2 separate regions of the Drosophila melanogaster genome follow, and region 1 is linked to region 2. A link is a contact called in public Hi-C data. All regions are on one chromosome and are shown on one strand. The core of a region is the stretch at or near the end of the contact, and the rest is flanking DNA. Distances in the headings are between cores, read along the strand shown. Region 1 holds the start of CG42588. Region 2 holds the start of Hip1 (Huntingtin interacting protein 1).

Region 1 (6,239 bases), core at 3,699-6,198, 41 kb after region 2:
ATAAGAATCAGCAGCGAATTGATTCCGCTGACCAAAGAACACCATGATCGGCTGATGGAACTATCTAAGTATCCACTGCAGCAGGTAATTGTGGCCAAGTTCAATTTGGACATCTGCGGCAGTGATATCAAAATCCTGACCAGTGGCGGCTGGCTCAACGACAAAATAATCAACTTTTACATGAACCTACTGGTCGAGCGATCGGAGAAGCGTCCTGGTACAGTGCCCAGCGTGTATGCCATGAGCACTTTCTTTGTGCCCCGCCTGCTGCAAAGTGGCTTCGATGGCGTAAAACGCTGGACTAGAAAGGTGGATCTGTTTAGCATGGACCTCATACTTGTGCCTGTTCACCAAATGCTCGTTCACTGGTGCCTGGTCATAATCGATTTGCCTGCGAAAACAATGCTCTACTACAATTCAAGAGGCCGCGGTGACCCGAATCTGATGCGAGCACTAGTGAAGTACCTTCAAATGGAGTCGGAGGACAAGCTCGGGCTGTGTTTGGACACCAGTGAATTTCGCATCGAGGATGCCCAAAATGTGCCGCAACAAGACAACATGAACGATTGCGGCGTGTTCGTCTGCATGTTTGCAGAATACCTAACCCGGGATGCTCCAATAACGTTTTCCAAGAAAGACATGAAATATTTTCGCACTAAGATGGTTCTGGAGTTGACCGGCGACCAGCTGTGGAAGTAGGTGTTCTCCTATATAGAGTTTACTTTTTTATGGATTGAACTGAGCTGAGAACTATACAATAAGAACAAAAATAAAATAGTGTTTGAAAATTTAAGAATTATTTCGTGACTTGTTCTTTTGTAAGTGGAATATGATAGGAATAAACCCTACCACAATTAAATGAAATAATAATAATATATCTTTGAAACCATCAATCGACAGGCATTCGTCCACCTGTCACCATGACCGCTAAGGTTCAGCCATCGCTAACTATTACACAGCTTAATCCCATCGGAAAACTGTCAGCTGGCGGAGGAAGTGGAGGACAAACAATGGGGCCGCAGGGCGTGGCCAGCATCCAGGCGGTGCCAGTGCCGAATGTCTCTGCCAGTGTGGTCAATTCAAGCTCGGTGACGGGTGCCACATCGGCGGCCGGTGGAGCCACTGTCCTGCCACTTACCATCAGTGGCAGGGGAGCGGGAGTGGGACCAGGCGGTAATATCCTCACGGGAACTCTGACGCCCATCAAGAACGCAAGCGGCATCACTTTGGGCAAGATGATGATGGCACCAGCTTCTTCTGCCCCTGGAGCAGATGGTTCCAGCACAAGCGGGGCAACAGTGACGGGCTTTCAACGCACCTGGAATCCTGTAGTTGCTTCACAGAGCCAGTTGATGAAGGTAGGTTTCAACTATCTACATATATGATGCTTCAATTAACTATTAAAACTAAATCGTTATACAGATCGATGAGAAGGGAAGTGCTGCCACAATCTACTACGAATCTATGCCAGCCTCCGCCTCCACAGGCGTTCTATCATTGACTACGACAACAGTGACGCAGAGCACCCAGGCGCAGGCACAATTGGTTAGCAGCGCCGGTGGCAGCTTGTCGGTATCTTCGTTACCCTTTGCAAGTCACGCGACTGCCGGAGCGGGATCAGGTGGCGGCGGATCGCAGGCTACTTTTACGGTGTTGCCGTCGGGGGCTGGTGGAACAGCCACCCGAACCATTGGCCACCAGCAATTGATAATACCAGCAGGACCAAATAGTGCGCCGCCGCAGCACATGGTTATTCCGCTGCATACGTCCGTTAAGGTGACCACGGGAGCGGGCAATCCGCAACAAGCAACTGCAAGTGGAGCACTGGTGTCCAGCTTTATGCGCAAGCGGGATGCGGAAGGTTCGCCAATACGGGCGGCTAAAAATCTAGGACCCACTTTGCTTTCAATGGCTAGCAATAACAGTGGACAAAACATGCCACCGGCTCCGGGCACCACGTTCAACATTCAGCCGGTGTCCGTGACAGTGCCTCAATCAGTTGGCTCTGGGCTGACCGTAGAGGCGCTGGCCAAGAAGGAACGGGAGCGAGTCACCCATGGTGTAGCAAGTAGCGCCGCTAGTGTGCCTGCCACAGTTGGCCCCGTGAACTCAACGAGAAATTCGAGGGCGGACTCGCCGGCTTCGTCGGACGGCTCAACTACAGTGTCGGCGAATTCCTCACCTGGTGTGGATCAGCAATTACAGGACAGGATTGGCGATCAGCCAGCCACGGGAGGCGCTGGTGGGCGCGATAATTCCACGCATTTTAATCCCATTAATGAGGTGTGTACACAACAATCAATATATGCTTAAGTATGGCTTTAATATTTGTTCTTCAAAAGATGTACTCATCACACCAATCGATTCAGCAGAACCTTGGTCACTCCTCACTGGGAGCCCGCAGTGGTAGCAGTGCCTTTGTGGATGTGCAAGCACCAACGCCGCAGCAACAGCAGCCTCAGCAGGTGCCTCATTTGGTGGGATCGACGCAGATGCAACAAGGAACGCGTATGAATGGTACTGGTAATAGCTCCAGCTCCAGTTATGACTGCTCCTCTAGGAAAAAGCCGCGACGATCGACGTGAGTTATTTGAGTGGTTGTATCAAATGATGCATGTTGATAATCTGATAATGTATTTGCCAGCAATGACAGCCAGCACTCTACGCAGAGTCAAGCATCCTTATCGCTGCCACCTCCAAGTTCGGAGCCAACGCCGCCGGCTGGCGCTTCGTACATGCAGAAGCACAACAATGGAGGACTACTGGTGACAGCAGCGACCCCGGGTGTTGCTCCCAACAGTGCGCCAGGCGATGCCAACCACCGGAACAGTACACCTGCTGTGGCGGGCAACAAGGAGAACGCAAATCCCGTCGACTTTGTGATTCGTCGTCCGCGCAATTGTGCTTTGCTCAATGTAAGTTGAAGGTTCAGTTCATTTTGTGGTAGTTAACAAATGATTCCGTTGATCTACAGACGTATAAGCCCACACATAAGTTGGCCAACAATCATTTTCATCGGTACACTGATGTTAAGCCAAGGGAGGAGCGGCGGGCCACAGTCATTGATCTGGCCAATCAGCCAAATGTGCAGGGCAAAATCAATGGATGGAAAATTTATCATTTACGCTCGCAAATGGAGGACTTGGTAAGCAATGGGCACGAAAGTATTGGTAGGCTACTTTGACTGAACTGATTTCTTACAGAATGAATCGGAAGTCTTTAGTCTGGGCAGGCTGGAGACCATGCTGCAGGATCTCGAAAAGGACAAGGAGAAGCACAGCGAAATTGAGCGAGTCACTGAACTGCTAAAGGTGCGCTCTTATACTTATATCCATTATGCTTGAATCTCAACATAAAACCAATTTACTTTGCAGGGAAACATTCAACGCAGCAAGATTATTACCGATGGCATCAACGAGGCACAGAATCAGTTAATGAAGATCTTCGAGCATAAGCCACACGTTTCTAATATAATCACCCGCTGCGCTTCGAAAAGGAATTTCAAGAAGCGCGAAAAGATCTAAAAGTAATTGACGAACGGAGATGGCCAGCCAAGTGTGTATTAATAAGTTGTACATTACCTAATTTAAGCAGAAATTATAGAATCCAAGATAATTACCTTAAACGCGATCGATTTGTAAGTCGTACAGCTACAAAGAAAACCAGCAATATTTTTTCAATTTATTAAGCTAGAAACACAAATACAAAAACCCTCGAGTTGTATTAAGTAGAAAATTGTTTATTATTTGAATATTTCTGTGGTAATCGGCTTGCGTTTGGAGAAATCCCGTAAACATTGTCGATGAATTAGTTGTTTGAAAGCATGGGTGGCGGTGGATGAACGCCATTGAACATGGGATGCATAGCAGGACGTGGCGGTCCCGGCATGGGGAATCCGCCTGGGGGGCCTAGTGCCCTATGTAGATTCGGCGGCGGTGGCGGCAGGATCTTAGGTTCGAACTTGAAGGCGAACTGAAGGAAGAACTGCTTGGTGTCACGGTTCCAGTGCGTCCAGAACTTGCCCTCACTCTTCTCCACTTCGCGGGACGGCACCTTGAACCCTATGGTCTCGTACGGCTCGGCGGCAAAGAGAAGGTACTGCCACTTGCGGTCTGGCGGCTCGATCTTTTGCTCGTAGGCGGACATGAAGCGGTGACGCGGAACAATGGACTCCGTGATTTCCGGGTAGTCCACCTGAAAGAGCAACGACTGCTGGCCGTTGCTGAGTTCACGCTGCTTGGTCACCCGGTAGCCGGGTCGTCCAATCTTGACGAACTTCTTCGGTTCCACGCGGGGCTTCTCGGGCGCCAGCAGCGAAGAGGGTGCCTCCTTTGCCTCCTTGGCGGCTCTTCTTGCCAGATTATCCTGATGCTTCTTGCCCTGCGTGTGGGCCAAATAGCTGCCCTCGTTGTTGTGCAGCGTCAGGCAGAGTTTGCACTCGTAGGAGCCCAGATGGTTCTTCATGAAGTACGGATCCTTGTTCAGATCGATTGTCTCCAGGGCCAGTTGACGCAGTCGCTCCTTGCGGTCGCGGTTCGTCTCCGACCAGGAGGCTACGCCTCCGCTGCCGGTCTTGCCGCCGGCGCGGTTTTGGAAGTCCATTTTGTAAACTTTATTTTAGTTTTCAACCGCACGAAGGAAAAACGTTTTGCGTTGGTAAAATTTCATGAAAATTTGTTGTACAGAACAGGGTTGTCAAGAAACGCCAATTCGGTTAGGGGTGGTAGTTTATCAGAGTCAATCGATAGTTCGTGTGCAGGATTAAAGTATTAAATAAATAATAGAATGTTTCATAAATCCATTAAAATTCTTAATGATAGTCAAATTTTTGCAAACTGTAATATACATAAAATAACTTATATATTCCTTTTGCGATGTTTTTTTAAAGAATTACATATAATATTTTGGTATATTTTCGTTCCGAAGCTTTGAGAATATTTTACTTTTTCAAAGCGGTCACACTATTAATTCGAGCTGCACATGCTTGATCTTTTTTAGAATTTAAAAAGTGAAAAATGTCTAGACAGCGATCTAAACTAAAGTAAACTAGTGTTGGTGACAAGTACTAGGCCTCGAAAAGCGTGTTTTATTTAAATGTCACTGCGTGGATTACGTCGGACTTGAGAAAAATCGAAGCAACGAGTGTTTAAGAATTTCGATTTCTGTCGTCATTTTCGTGGAATAAACAGTGCCAGTGTCTTATGCGATTTTTAAAGTAACCGCGAAATGGACAACTCCAGCAAACAGGTCATCATGGGTCCACCGGCGCCAATGACCACCACTTCTAATCAACCGAAGCCCGGTAATCCCACCAGCGCCCCTCCTCCACACGCCACCAAAACTGCTGCAGCTCCGCCCAAGCGAATAATTAAGAAGATTCAGCTGGATTTCAACAAGCTCAAGGAGGCTGGACTCGATAGGCAGCTGGCCGAGGTGCTTAGGAAGCAGAAGCTGGATGCCAAGAGGGTGGACGCCCCATCGTCCACCAGTCTTTCCACCTCTGCCGCAGCGCAGTCGACGCCAACTGCGCCAGAGAGCAAATTGCAGTCGCCACAACAACAATTGCGTCAGCCTGGTAATGCATACTTGTATATATATATATTTGCTTTAAGCTGTGCATCGCCCAAAAAACCGTTACAAACCCAGGGGTTTTGTACCAAGTGATACGAAAATCGTCTAAATGCTTCTACGAGTTTTGGGCACAGTACCGAAAACCAAAACGATGGTGCAACTGATTGAGACGCCGACAGATTGTCAAAGAGTTAGTTTTTGTATTAATTGTTCTGAGTTCGTCTCGCAGTGAGTGCGGCGCCTTCACTTTCTTTTCGTGTATCTCGATATATTTTATTTTTTACGTATTTCGAATGGCAACCTAAAATAATTTTTTTTAGTTTAAAAAAGTCTATTTTTGTTAAAAATTCAGGTCTATAGGTTAGAAATATTAGGATGGCTAACCATCTGTATCTGTATCTGAACATCTACAATATGTTCACTTGTCAAACAGGACGTTATTATTTCCAAAACATACTGCCAATAAAATTTATATTGAATAACATAATTTGGTATTTAATTATTTAAAACGATCGATATTTTAATAAGCCAAGAGAATCACATGTTTTACAAGGATATTTTATGTATATTTTAATATTCTTTTAATAAATAAATTTAAAAAACCAAAAAAAAATTAATTCGGGACATTTAGATTAGTTGGTACTTTTCTTTGAAATGAGATGAAATAT
Region 2 (6,287 bases), core at 1,719-4,218:
TTCATTGAACTCTTTATCCTTTTGTTCCAAGTTATCCATTATTTCTTGCAATTGAGCGTTTTGAGCTTCACTATGGCTTTTACTTTCAACACTCTGTTGTTCAATCTGAGTTAAGAGCAATGCCTTTTCCGCTTCAAAAGCTTTTAGCATTTTCTCGATATCCTCGGTCTTTGCATTTATTTGGCTTTCGGCGTTCGACAGTTTTTCCAGGGTGTCATTGAGGTTTCCATTAAGCTCTTCGACTTTGAGGCAATTTAGCCTCAGGTTTTCGGAAGTGGAAATAATATCGAGTTCCTGAATTTCCTTTTGTTTAACCACATCATCGAATTTCTCCTTCATCTCGTTTTTGACTGCTTCAAGATGTGCTATTTTCTCCTTGTGCTCTTCGATTTGCTTTTGCAGAATCAAGTTTGTTTTCTCTTTTTCCTCTACGTTTACTTTAATTTTGGAAATTTCATTGGTAAGCTCCTTAGTTTCCAACAATAGTTGTGAGTTTACTTGTTTCTCTTTATTTAAGGACTTGTTGCAATCACTTTGCTGATATAAAAGTATATGAATGAATATTAGTATAGGAAATAGAAAATATTGTGTTTCTGCATACCTCTCTCAGCAGCTGAATGTGCTCATCTCGAATCTTTGTGTATAGAGTTTTAAGTTTATTAAACTTTTCCGACGACAACTTGTGCTTTTCTTCTTCCTCCATAGCTTTTTCTGAAATACAAGGTATTTTTATATGACTTCATTATGTTTAATAAGCATTTAATTACGTAAAAGAATTGGGTTCTGATTCAGTTGCATCTCAAGATCGTCATTTTGCATCCGAAAGGTGGCACACATTTCTCTCGCCAAGACCAGATCATTTGACAGCACAGTATTGTTCTGTTGCAACTCCTGAACGTCGTGTCTGTAGCTTTGCTGCAGTGCGTCGAAATTTTTTTGCATTGCGTCCAATTTGAATGACAGCTCCTCAATGCTAGCCTCTTTCTCGCTGATTATACCCTCCAACATGCTAAGCTGCTGCTGGGCTTGACTGAAGGCTTCCAGCTCGTGATTGTTGGTATCCACAAGGTCTTCAACAACCGGATCGGGCTCCTGGGGAACGTGAACCACTGGCGGTACATAACTGGTGAAATCGTTTTGGGACTTGAAGTTAGGACTTGAGTCCGGCAATTCCGGGATTGTTATTAGGTCCTTGAAATACTGAAGCGGTCGCACGTTGTTGTAAAAACTCTTCAACTTTAAAAACAGACCGTGAAAGCGATCTCTGTGTCCGGAAACAACGTCGTATGGTACACCATCGTGTAGTTTAAACATTAACCGAACGCTTAAATCGTACAACGCATTGGAATCCTGGATAAGGCAAACTATTGGCGCTAATCTACATTGTCCCTGCGGTGTCATCGACGACATTCTGTACTTTTCCATAGATGAAAATATCGTCAATTGCAGCGCAATTATATCCTCCAAGTAGTCGAAAATTTCCACGCACAGTTGAAAACTGGAATCAATGGTTCTGTCTCAGTAGTTTGAAAGTAATATATATCTATTTTTACTTACCAATAATTTAAATCCCTATCCACAGCAATGAAGAGTTCCGTGAACGAAATGTTCAGGGTGCCGGGAAACATTCGATTTTTGTCGTGGAAGTTTAATTTTGTGGCCAAGAGCTTACTATACGCCTGTATGCAGCATCCAATATCGTCCTGCAGCAGGCCCCACATTTTTCCCACCTCCAGTATCATCTTCTTGTGGCTCTGCGAGTGGCGGATGGCACTTTCATGACCCTCTCGCAGGACCTTGTGCAGCAGATGCGAAAACTTCCAGGCAGTAAATCTACTCTGCATCAAAGGCTGCCGGGAGATGATCATCCAGAATGTTTTGGCCTCTTTGGCCTTGTGTATCATAATAATAATGGAGCGGGCATGTTTGGTTTTGAGTGGCGCTTCCAGGCCATTTAAAGCTTTGGACACGCTGACGTTCTGAAATGAAATGTAAATATTATAGTTTAAATGGCTTTTTATTGTTGTACACTTTCGAAGAAGTGACTGACTCAGCTTATAAGATATGGACGGATTTTGGCGGACGATATCTATAGTTTTATACTTTTTAGTGGAATTCGATCTAAAGGGGGTGACTCACTGATCGACTATTTAGTTTGGAAGTGCAAACATTTCGATGCTTTTAAAAATAAGATTCCAAACACCTACACCATGTGTTTGATATGAATTTATGATAACAGAAGGTAATCTAAATACTGGATTTCACTTCTTATCGTGCCGAATTTGGGTTGATAATCAAAAAATTTGAAAGGCCTTTGTGTGCACATTGAACAATTGATCAAAGTGGATGTAGTCCGCATAGCATTCATTGCAGTTTCTAATTTTCTGGGTCATCCGAAGCGGAGAAACTTGGGATTAGCATGTAGTGTAGTCTCTGTGGTGTTGCAAGTCGTGTGAAAAGCTGATGATATTTCGAGCTGTTCCATATAATCTGGTTCAAGGCTGACTTCTTAAGTGAAATGTTTATGCATATTTGAGCGGCGCGCCTGTAGTTGTGTGCATAAACATTTAGGTATTTACACTATGCACATGATATGACAACATCCGTGTGCCTATAATCTGCTGTGGGTATTCTTGGCGGTTTTCTTGGCTTTCCTTTGGGCTTACGTACCAGGTGGTAGAACTCCTTTTCGGCGTGAGTTGCCATTGTTTACTGACAATTCTTGGCGTACTTGCTGAACAAATTCGAATCATTCGCAGCGCGATATATGTGCATTAGAGCAAAGACAGCAAAGACATTGGAAACGGGAGTTATCTTATCTTATCAACAATGTTGGCCATTGTTTTCGTATTGGTCGCGTTCGTATTCATTCGGATTCCGATCGTGTGCGTGTATGAAACAATGAGTGTAAGAGTAAATTAGTCATATAAACAAATGTTGTTTTCCTTTATCGATAAAAGTTAATAGAGCTGGGCGGTGTTCCGATATGCGGGCTTTACCCTATCGATTCGTTTCGATAGTCATCAACTTCTTGCATCACCATTTTGAGCGCGAAAAAAAATGTTTTGCAAATTTTTATTTTTTTCCATTAAATCGAAGGATATTTGAATTGAAATACACTTAAATGAACCAATATTTAAATTATAACATCGAACGCTTTCAATAAAACTTCAGTTAAGTTAAAAATTTAATTTAATTTGATTTTATACGATGGTTTAAAAAAAAGCTTTAGAATGTGTTTTTGAAATTTTTGTGTACTGATTTTCTAAAAAGATAGATTTTGTTCGATATTTATAGATCTGCTACCATATTTTTACTTTAAATAAAAGAACGACAATTTTAATTTGTTTTTAAAGTAATTTTAATTTAATGTATTCTTCCAACTGTTTGGATTAAATTTGGTATTCCGATTGATCATAGTAATCCAAATGTACATTTTGCTGTGGCCAAAACATCTCGGCTGGGTATTGGTTTTGTGGTGGAATGTAACGTCGATTGGGATCTGGAACGGATGTCATCATCAGTTGCGGATGATGATATTGATTGCTATAAGGACAAGCGTGGTGTCTGAAAGTAGGATGCTGTTCTCCGTGAACAAAATTTGGCTGCAGTGAAAATTCCGGTGGCTGGAAGTTGGAATCCATGCGTGTTATATTATACTTATTCACGGTGCGTTCATAGAATCCATCTGGAAGCATTCGAATGTTCTCTTTTAGTTGAGGATTGTAGTCAGGGTTTCTGGCCTGAGAGGAACTTGGGTCTGAAGTATGTACAGATTCCTGAAAATGATGATAGGATCCATGATCCGGCTGACATTGTTCCTTCATTTGAAATTGATGCTGCACGGCTGGTGCTGAAGCTGGTGACTTAGTGGGCATCCACTGATCCCGCGGATCTATAAGGTACCCTTCATCGAAAGGAGTGACATTTTGTGGAGCACTCACAGAGATCTGCGGTTGTAGCATATGATCCGGTGGCTTCGTAAATCCTTGATGGAGACTCGGAGGAAGACCCGTGTATTGATAAGGACACGAGTTACAGGGCGGTCGTCCACAGGTCTGGAGTAGAATTTCCCTGTTACAGGGAGTTCTTGTCTCTATAAGAACGGTGTTCCCATTGATATTTGCCTGGTTTCTGATCCCAGCACTTTCACAACTACGAAGTTTTCGAGGTTGCATTAGGGTTACCGTTTCCAGTGTTTCCACGTCAGTCGATGTATTGGGAGCTAGTAATTGGGAGTTCGGAGGTGGATCTGTCCAAGTTAAGTCAGTAGAATACCCAGAAGCTCCAACCATAGCTGAATTATGCGACCCGTCCTCGTTTTGATGACTATCGCGATGGCTTTGGTCACTATTATTTCTATCACAAGCTAGGTATTCATCTTGTCTGTGCTGGTCAGGATATTGGCTGCTGGCCGAAATGAATCTTCCGCCTTGCGAATTGTTTGAATCATTTCTTTGAATACGTCTAAGTACTGGGTAAGATGTTTGGGATGGGGCTTTTCGTCTATTTTCTGAGGATGGTGGATTGTTACTCAAAGAATCAGAAACGCCTGGATGATTCTGCAGATTCCTATTTCTCCTTTCAATAGATTGCTCTGCTGTATTCGTTCTAGTAGATGGCGAAGAAGCTAGAACAAATACACCGTTCATTTGGCCAACAGAAGAATTGCAGTTTCGATTCTTCGTCCTTTTTGTTTTCTGGGTTTGTAGTCGAACGTGTCTTGTAGTCGCTGGTGCCATTTGAAATTGATTGGTATTGAGTCTGGTGAAGTTTAGACCAAATTTCCTCCTGAAATATGTTTGGATTAAAAGTAAGAGATCATAATTGTCGGAAAAGAAGAACACTCACAATTGTTTTGGCTGGGAAATGCCCAATTCTTCAGTGCTGCTCATACGAAATGGTACTTGCACCATTGGTGGCTTTTCTCTGGAATAAAGAAGGTTTTAGATATATAAACAATTATTTGTATATTTTTCATACCTTCCTTCGTTCTGCTGTGATATGTTAAGATCATTTGGACGTTGATCGTCGGCAAGGATAAAAGTTATTTGGCTTTGTGTAGGACTAATCGAGCTTTCCTCATTTCTAAGTTGATTTAAAATACTTGCATTTATACTGTAGTCCGGAGTTTTGCATTCACGACAGTTCGCATTTACGGTCTCTTCTTCTGTTGAGATATCATTGCATCTTACGAGTTCATAGTCATCTGAATCACTTTCACAAGTTTCGTCCTTGAGTACAAGTACGTTTTCCGGACAATTGTGTTTTTCTCTGCAATTTTCCGGTGAATATTGATGTGATTTTTCAGATGCATTTGTTGGGTTTCCTTGGGCGAATTGAAGTATCCAGCATTCTGGTGCTGAATTTGAGCGCTGCCTGAAAGATTCTTCTCGTTTTGTATTACAACTTTGATCTGTAGTTTGTTTTGGATCAACAGCAGCGTTTTGATGGCTTTCTAAATTTATTCTTTGATCCGGGTTTCGTTTCTCACTTTCTTGCGAACTTTCTTTTCGGGTATTTCTTTCGGTAATTAAATGGTCCGATTTTCTACTGATGTTACTTTCTTTTATATCAATGGCACTTTTATTTTGACTTGCTTTCAAAGCTTCTGAGAAACTGTTTTTGGATGTGCTTGGAGTTTGTGCTTCTGCCACTTCGTAATCACAATCTGTGGAGTTCTCTGGAAACGTTTCGCCTCCAGAACTCATGCGATTCTTATTCCGTTGTTTCCGTTTATTTCTTGTTTGATTTCGTGGCATATCTTGAATTTTATTTATAATTTGTTTAACTTTGTTTCGTTGGGGAGATTTATTCGTTTTCGAACTAAACTTAAGAGAACTATGAGATGTTTTTTCGATGCTGCTAATTTTTGAGTTTCTTTCCGGAGAAGATTCCTTTGGACATTCATTCTTCGATCCTTCAGAAAAGCACTCCCTTTCACTAGGATTAACACTTGGTGCAGTATAACTACTATTTGAAAAACTCATATCAGAAGATTTATATGAACTTTTACTCTTCACACTTTTTGGGCATCTAAAGTCGCTATTTGAGGATCTGTAGTCGCATTCAGTATCGGTTCTGCTGGAAACATAGAATTCATCACAATCATATCGGGGACATTGTTTTGTGGGCTGCTCCATTTCGGTTGATTGACTGCAAGTGGAGATGCGTTCCCTAAAGCAAATGTTCTTATTTAAGGTACTACCTCCAAATCTTTGATTAGTCCCTTTAATTTGTCCCGAACTTCGTTTCATAATACCCCGTTTGCCCATGGACATCGGTTT

What was found. A called contact is a pair of places that touch in the nucleus more often than the background predicts.
Region 1: a contact with region 2 is called in a Hi-C map of the Kc167 cell line, with 5 times the contacts expected there. The contact joins the promoter of CG42588 here to the promoter of Hip1 in region 2. A contact is called at or near these places in 16 of 107 Hi-C or Micro-C datasets (the D17-c3 cell line, the Kc167 cell line, the OSC cell line and 8 more) and 1 of 6 datasets of contacts at active chromatin or transcription factors (the Kc167 cell line).

Annotation. Positions count from the first base shown.
Region 1 is chr3L:12,809,306-12,815,544 of dm6, forward strand. It overlaps CG42588, which reads left to right and starts at 4,949. Exons shown (of 10, transcript NM_140347.4): 1 at 4,949-5,575. The coding sequence starts at 5,227. It overlaps Sap130 (Sin3A-associated protein 130), which reads left to right. Exons shown (of 11, transcript NM_168518.3): 5 at 901-1,358; 6 at 1,423-2,283; 7 at 2,343-2,581; 8 at 2,645-2,915; 9 at 2,975-3,145; 10 at 3,204-3,311; 11 at 3,375-3,731. The coding sequence ends at 3,524. It overlaps Sf3a2 (Splicing factor 3a subunit 2), which reads right to left and starts at 4,714. Exons shown (of 1, transcript NM_140346.2): 1 at 3,723-4,714. The coding sequence starts at 4,602. The coding sequence ends at 3,808. CG32110 reads left to right here. Exons shown (of 1, transcript NM_168520.2): 1 at 1-791. The coding sequence ends at 699.
Region 2 is chr3L:12,770,605-12,776,891 of dm6, forward strand. Hip1 (Huntingtin interacting protein 1) reads right to left here and starts at 2,969. Exons shown (of 8, transcript NM_140340.2): 1 at 2,671-2,969; 2 at 1,558-1,979; 3 at 768-1,498; 4 at 602-711; 5 at 1-537. The coding sequence starts at 2,706. It overlaps CG32106, which reads right to left. Exons shown (of 5, transcript NM_168514.2): 3 at 4,984-6,287; 4 at 4,852-4,929; 5 at 3,347-4,791. The coding sequence ends at 3,393.